2 separate regions of the Rattus norvegicus genome follow, and region 1 is linked to region 2. The links are chromatin contacts, called in public Hi-C maps. All regions are on one chromosome and are shown on one strand. The core of a region is the stretch at or near the end of the contact, and the rest is flanking DNA. Distances in the headings are between cores, read along the strand shown.

Region 1 (3,739 bases), core at 563-3,062, 400 kb before region 2:
TCTCAGGCAGTGTCCTTCCATATTTAGAAAATGTTCAAGATGGTACCCTAAGACCTGAGGCAGGTCTAACCACTACCACCCACCTCACAGCTCCATACTGCCTTATTTCTTCCCAAGGAAGGGCACTGACTCCTAGACCAGGAGGGAAAGAAGGAGGCCATTGGAGCCATTTAAGGACAGAGTGTTTCCTCCAGTCTGGTTCAGAACAGAGCAGCAGGAGTTGGATGGTAGGAAGGGCTCCAAAACTAAAGCAAGCAAGCAGGCGGGGGGGGGGGGGGGGGGGTGTAGGGCTGGGCCCAGAAATGCAAGGGTAAAGACAAAGGAATGGGGTGGGGGTGAGGTAGTCCTTGGAAACTCAAGTCCTTCTCTAGGTCCAGGGCAACTACAAAACTTGCAATCACAGTATGAGGCAGCACCAACAGTGGGGAAACTGAGGCAACAAGGTACGTCTCGCCAGCAGTGGTACCTCACAACTTTAATCCCAAAACACAGAGGCTAGAGAGCTCTGTGTGTTCAAGGCCAGCCTGGTCTGCCCAGTGAGAATTTGCCTCAAGATACAAAAACAAGGGCATTAGAGTCTAAAGACCTAGATGGGTTCTTCCTCCAAGCCCTAAACTCTCCCTTAGGCCAAAGCCCCAGGATAAAGCTCCCACAAGGGGCTTAAATTAACCAATAAAGCCAAGCATCTCTGATATCTGCCAAACATCTACAAACTCGTTCTATGTTTTACCTAACTTAACCTCCAGAACAATTCTACAAAAAGTCTGGTTTCCTTCCCCCCCCCCCCCAGCTAGTCCTGGGATGGAACCCAGGGCCTTGAGTCTGCTAGGCAAACAACATCACCATCTGAACAGTTTTCTTCTTGAGACAGGCTCTCACTGTGAAGACTAGGCTGGCCTCGACTGTACCGCATTCTTCTTGCCTCTGCCTGGAAGTGTAAGCAAGCAGTAATGTGCTCCACTCTTCTCAGAGTCTCCTCTATCTCAGGATAGTCTTCCAATTTACTGTGCAGCTAAGAATGGCGCTGGACTCACGAGCTTCCTGTCTCTACCTTCAGAGAGCTGGGATTAAAGACACGTGCCTCCACGCCTGCCTTATGCCCAGCTTATGTCATCCTAGGCTTGAGCGTGGAGTTTGTGGATGAAGGCAAGCACTCTATCAACTGAGCCACAGCCCCAGTATAGCTTTTTTTTTTTTTTTAATTATTTCCTGAGATAAGGTCTTGCTATGTTACTTAGACTGGCCTTGAACTCCTGAGGACAGAGGAATCCTCCCTCAGCTGCTAAAACAGTTGGAACTATGGGCAGGCTCCTACCACCACAGGCAGCCTTAGAAAAGACTTTATTTTTAGGATCTTGGAGCGTTTGGGGTTTGCTGGCTTGTCTACTTGAGACTAGATATTACTCTGTAATCCAGGATGGCCTCGAACTTGAAATGATCCTCCTGCCTCTACCTCTCAGTTGTTGGACATTCCATTCCTGGCCTAGAAAGCCCTTTTATTATTCCCTCTTTGCAAGTGAGAAGAGTTAAGTAGCTTGCCCAAAATACATAGCCCACCATTACAGGATCAGGATTGGAGCTCAACACTCCAGCAATTGGGTTCTTAGCCACTGCCCTGTGCAGATGCAGCATGGTGTCAGCCCCTCACAGCGTTCAGGCCTAGCCTTCATCCTTTGCACCCTTGCACCCTCCTCCTAGGTCTAATGGATATCAGGTCCTGCACTAAAGGCCACAGTTCCTGCCTGGGGGAAGAGATCAAAGAGAGACCTGAACCCTGCGGCCTCTATACAGGTGCCCTGCTGAGCCAGGCCTGAGATCTCAAAGAGCAAAGTTCTAGGGCCTCCCTAGCTCCACCCCCCACCCCCCCAGTCCGTTACCTCCTCACTCATCCAGGTCTCTATCAAGTCAGCATGGTCCCAAGACAAGTTCCTAGTGCTCTAGCACAGGCTCCTGCAGAGATGCCCCGGGGCTATGAGAAGTCCTGCCGTCCCACAAGTCCTAGGTGGGAGTCAAAGGTCAAGCGGGACTTCCCAGAGAAGGCGGGAGTCCCAGCCCCACTGCTGACCCACCTGGCCCTCCTCTTCCCACTTTTTTTTCACCGTCTGAGTTAGAAGCACAGTTTCCTCTGGGAAGATAGTGGCCTCCAAAAGGGAAAGTTGGGGGTTGGGAAACTAGGTGAAGGAACTAGAAGTTTCCCCCTCCAGAGGACCGTCCAGGAAAAAGAAGCACCTCCCCCCTTCCCTTCCTCAGACTTTCCCTAGTCCACAGGAGCCTACAGGCTTGTTTGTTGTGAATGTAGAGTTGTTGCTAAGTAAGGAAAGAGGGAGGAGGGAAGCTATGTACGTACGTGCCTCTGTGTGTGTGTGTGTGTGTGTGTGTGTGTGTGTGTTGTGAGTATGTACACGCCTGTGGAACCAGGACAACAAGCAGAAACCAAACTTACAGTGGTGGCTGGTGGCCAGTGGACCGGCCGATGGGCATGTTGGATTTGACTCAACCTCTAGAAGCCAAAGCCAAGGAGGGAAGACAAGTAATTGGGACAGCCGTAAAAATCTACCTTGCCCTCCAGGTGGACACAGTTCTGAGTCTCCCACCTCCCACCAGGAGAAGAGGCTTAAAGAAGGCCTAGAACTTTTGGTGGCACCCAGCTTTAACCCTTCCCTGTCCAGGGCGCGCACACACACATACACTCCAGCAGTACTGCCCACCTAGAGACAGAGGAGAATGCAAGTGGGGCAGAAAGCCAGGAGGAGGGAGCCGACAGAAAGAGCCAAGCAGGAGGCTAAGCCAAGATGATGCGGCCACTGCAGACAGGATGGGAAGGCCAAAAAGCAGCACAAAACACATGGACCCGCTCACCTCTGAGGAATGTGTGTCAGGTTCAGGCTCAGGGGTGTGGTCTGGGATGGGGGCTCCCTGTGGAGAAATGGTCACAGCTAAAAGTCCCAGGCCAGCCATGTATGCCCCTGATCCTCCCAGAATTCCAACCCTAGCCCCCTCCCCAGCCATAAACATGTACAATTCACAGACAACCTACAGCTCCAGGAAGTCTCAGAGTTGCTCAGACACCCCCTATGCACACACACACACCAAGGACTTCTGTGGACTGGCCAGGATCCAGGCCTGACCCAGCTGCCCCATCACACCACCCCCCCTCCCTGTCCTGGAAGCAGGAAGGAGAAGGCACTGGAAGACCTCAGACTTAGTTCCCTGAGAGCTTGGCCCCACAGAGAGAGGGAGGGTGGAGGACTCCCACGTCCTGGCCTAAGGACCTGGGGGGAGGGGTGGCTGAAGCCCAAGGACCCCGCTTCCAGAGCCAGCCATCCCCAGGTTAACTTGTGGCAGGGGTAAGGGTTTTCGCTCCTATGTACCCATGTGGTCTCCTTGGCTATAACCCTGGTTCTCTAAAGACAAAGAGTCCTGGGCACCTGGTCTATGTACCAGGGCCTGGGGGCGAGGACGGTTTAGCAGTTTAGTAGCACTGGGTGAAGCTCCCACAGCAGGAGGGAGGGAGGCTGGTGGCTGGGCTCAGTTTGTACTGGGGGTCAAAGGGGAGTTCTTTTCCGAAGAATTCTGGGAGAGACGCCAACTAGAGCAAGCTGCTAACCTCCTCCCTCTCTCTTGCTGCACTGGGGTGGGGGGGTGTCCCTGCCAACCAGACTTAACCCTCTGCAGCCTGTATTACTCTTGGCTCAAGATGGGGCTGTTAGAAGGGGACCCTGACTGCTCCCAGCTTCTA
Region 2 (3,885 bases), core at 755-3,254:
TGTCTGGTCTTACATGCCAAGCAAGTGTAGTGTACTGTGGGTGGGGGTTGCTGGCCAAGAGATGCTCACCTATTGGAGCATGACCTCTGCTCCCACGACTTAGACTTAATTACATGTGCACTCCCATCTTGGTGCTGTGCCAGCATGCTCTCCCTCTTTCCTGGGATGCAGGAGGTTGCCGGGGAGGTGTGGGTGTTTCTGGTAGCGGGGAGGGACAGATGGGGAAAGCTGCTGCATGGGTGTATTTTGAGAAATCTAGGGTGAGTGCAACAGATTCGCACAGCGTCCAGTCTTGTCCAGCAGGTCCTACTGCTGCTAAACGAAGCCAGGGAAGACCCATGGCTTATTCCTCAACTAGGCAAACTCCTGTGAGACCTGCTCTCTTCACAGCCATATCCTAAAGTAGGCTCCATAAAAAGGAGTCTGACCCCCTTGGGGTCTGAATCTGGCTAAGGTTCCATGACTTAAGTCTGAAATATACAGAGCCATATGGGTTAGGTTGAATCCTGCAGCCCAAAGCCACTATTTCTCTGAGCTATTTCCTGCCTCTGGTGTAGGGCAGGTCACTTTCTCTACCTCAGTGGGGGCTCGAACTACAAGATCAGGGACTGAAACTATTCTCCTGTTCTCAGATCCCAGTAGGCAGCTTTGTCCAGGGTTTGGTGATACTGCTTGGGTTCAGGAAGATGTCTCAGGGCCAGTGGTCCAGATCCTAGCAAGTGTCTATCTCCTGGCTTAATTGAGACCTGAAAAGGCAGGGGCTCTGAGTTTGGGGAAAGCTTTCGTGGGCTTCTAGCCCACGGTATCCTTTGCAGAGGAGAGTCGGTTTACCCTTCCCCCATCAGCGGTAGGAAACTATTTCCTTGTAGGAATTAGACCCCCACAGGTCAAATGTTCTGTGCTCTTTCAAGCCCCAGGAAATCTGGCCTGAACCAGCCTTATTCTAGAAGCCCACACACTTCCTTCTATTGCTTATAGCTCTGTCTCGGGTGCTAGTTTTATGTATCCATTGAGGTAAGAGGGGACGAGGGACCACGTGTGCAGCGCCGAGCTCTGAACATGATGTTTGTTTCTGAGGCTGATGGTCAGTGGAGCGGGTCCCCCAGGGGCAGGGAACATTTTGCTAGGCTTGGATTAACTTGTGTTGCTTTGCCCCACCCCAGCACTATATTAACTTAAAGTGACATCCTGGAGTGTGTGTGTGTGTGTGTGTGTGTGTGTGTGTGTGTGTCGGGGGGGTGGCTGAAGGGAAGAGAGGATAGATGGAGGGTTCTGGAAATCAATTGAAAAGTGGAGCTGGAAAGTCATGACAAGGACAGCTGCCAGGTCCCTCCCTGCCCAGGCGAGTCTTCGAGTGATGGAGAAATTAGCACTACGGTGATTCTGATAATCATGCCCAAATCCTCTGCTCTTCCTCCTTGATAACTAGGTCTTGTTCTGGTCATGGGGACTCACTTTATGTTTCTTCTGAGTGCCTTTTGCACAGGCTGAAACCCTCAGGAAGTTTGGTTTCCTTGGAGTGGTTGAGCCTGGCTGGGGTAGGCCAGGTAAGGATGGGCCCCAGGGTGTCAGGTTGTCAATATGGACAAGTAAGACAGGAGAGGTGCAGTCCAGTGAGGCTGAGTCAACAGAATGAGAAGGCAGGGAACAGGAGAGGAACGTCCGCTTTTTGTCCTGGAGTTCTTGGGCCCTCTCTGCCATCCTCCACTTGTTCAAGTCCAGAGTCCCACCCGAGAGGAGGATCACAGGACTCTGGCTTATATAATCTCCCTGTCACTGAACAGCTGGGACCCAAGGCTTCAGAACATGAGTCAGCAACCCCATCGGCAGACGGGACCCAGAGACTCACATTCCATCACTTCTAGAAACAGTTCCCCACCCCGAGCAGAGAGGAAGGGCGCATAAGATCCTGTGTGTCAGAGAGAACAGCCTCAGCCAGACCTGGTGCCTCAGTCCCTGCCTCCGTGTGGAAGAGGCAGGTTCCTAGCCTGCTGACTATGCTCGGAAGGGCCCTGGGCCAACCCGTGGCTCTTCTTGGGGAGAGGAGGCGAGGCCTGGGAGGGGCAAGTGCAAGGCCTGAGGCCAGAAGGCAGTGTGCCAGGGCTGGCCGGGGAGCAGCTGGGGGGGTGGATCACAGGAGGATTAGGAAGGATTGTAGGGTTAAAACACGGGCCTGGCAGTGCTCAGTGGGAACAGCTTGTCCTTCCATAGGCCCCAGGAACAGAAGAGGTGGGGCGGATGGGGGGGGGGCTGACTGGGTTGGTGCTCTCTGGCTCTAGGCTCTCTGTGGGCTGAGCCACCTGCAATGCTCAGTGGGACAGTGACAATCCTTGGTGGTGGCTGGCTCACCACCCTGCATTTTCAGTGACAGTGGAGTCTCAGGGGGAGACCCTCAGAGACCCGGGGCTGGGTTGCATCCTCACTCACTGGCATGTTGGTGGTGCCTCCATTACTCATGCTCAGTGGAGCCTGTGAAGCGAGCTCCAAGCTCAGGTTGGCCGTTACTGTTTTATTGGCTGGAGATGACTCCACCTCCGTGGCTTGGTTTGGGCCTCGTGGCAACGCTGTGAGGTGGGCAGGGCAGGTGCCATCGTTCGCGTTTATAGAGGAGGAAATCCGTCTGAGCTGATAGGTATCCAAAGTTAAAGGGTCAGACCGTGCCTCTCAGAGGTCACGGGCAGCCTCTCTCAGCCCCAGATGACCTCTCCCTTCCCTACCGCTGGAGGAGGCACAAGCACCCAGGCCTGCCTCCTACTGTAGTCATATAAACATGGATTTCCTGAAGTGAACTGAAGGCAGGACTGGCTTGCACTTCTCTTGTGTCCTAAAGCCAGGAGCAAAGATGGCGGACCTTTATTGAGCACCTACTATGCGTCAGGCTCTTTCACAGTAATTTATGACGCAGAAACTATGAGCTCCTTTCATTTTACAGAAGAGCAAACAGACTTAGGAGTGAAGGAAACCTCCAGAGAAAGCCACACTCCTCAGTGCATGAGTGGTACAGAGAGTGCAGAGCTAGAAAACAGAGCACCGAGAGAAGAAGCCACGCTGTTTTTTTTTTTGAAAGAAGCCATCCTGGGAGAACAGAGCTTACTGAGAAGCTTGTGACGGGGCAGGTTTCAAGGCACCAAAAAAGTTGCTCTCACTTCCTTAGGATACAATCAGCCCCAGGAAGTGAGCATCAAGAGGGCTGAGGTGAGGTGACGGTCTTAGGGTGGTGAGACCACAGAGCTCGCTCCTGATTGGTGGTATTGTACTGAGCAGAGCTCAGGATGAAATCCTAGCTTGGCTTTAGGGCACTCTTGACCACCTAACAGTGCTGTGCCTTGCTAGGTGGGAGGGATGCGGGTTCCGGTGACTGAGTTTGCTTGAGGTTCTTTCTGAAAACAACTCTTTTTGGCCCTGGGCTGGGGTAGGGCCAGGTGTCCAAGGAGAAAGGATGGGAAAGGGGACAGCAGGCTCCAGGAAGAGTCGTAAATAGTAGGCTTTGAGGAAGATGACAGATAAGAGCAGATCCAGTGGGAGTCTGGAGTGTATGTTGCCTTTGGCCCAGAAGGCTTCAGCCTTGGCTTAGACAACCTGAAAGGCTTCTAACAGGGCCAATTTTAAGGCACTGTCCTGGGAGCATTGGCTTCAGAGGGCCGAACTCTTAAGCCCATAGATGATTCGCCTGCGGACCCCACACACAAGCATGCCTATATGAGGAGAGTTCCTTTCTTCTGAGCAAAGGAAGAAGTCAGCAGAGGCTCCCTCCACCAAGAGGAGCCTTTCCCTTGCCCATCACCTCCGTGAACAACACTGGACATGTTCTGAATGGACTCTACAGCGTCCCAGGCTTGTAGCCAACCCTGACGGCTAGAGTCTGAATGTCCTGTGAGACATAGT

The links. Hi-C and Micro-C count contacts between places; a contact is called where the count stands out from the background.
Region 1: a Hi-C map of liver shows a contact between it and region 2, with 3 times the contacts expected there. The contact joins two enhancer-like sites. A contact is called at or near these places in 2 of 12 Hi-C or Micro-C datasets (kidney and liver).

The regions. Positions count from the first base shown.
Region 1 is chr8:53,714,519-53,718,257 of GRCr8, reverse strand. It overlaps Bcl9l (BCL9 like), which reads right to left. Exons shown (of 11, transcript NM_001106817.1): 2 at 2,860-2,916. Among named protein-coding and RNA genes, the nearest start is that of Bcl9l, 7.6 kb to the right of the region's middle. Within about 2 kb of position 1,812, at least 25 of the 93 cell types and tissues checked have an H3K27ac peak or open chromatin away from gene starts, as enhancers often do. A contact at or near this core is called in liver, where this site is marked.
Region 2 is chr8:53,318,635-53,322,519 of GRCr8, reverse strand. The region is part of intron 2 of Usp2 (ubiquitin specific peptidase 2); the gene reads right to left. Among named protein-coding and RNA genes, the nearest start is that of Usp2, 9.7 kb to the right of the region's middle. Within about 2 kb of position 2,004, at least 52 of the 93 cell types and tissues checked have an H3K27ac peak or open chromatin away from gene starts, as enhancers often do. A contact at or near this core is called in liver, where this site is marked.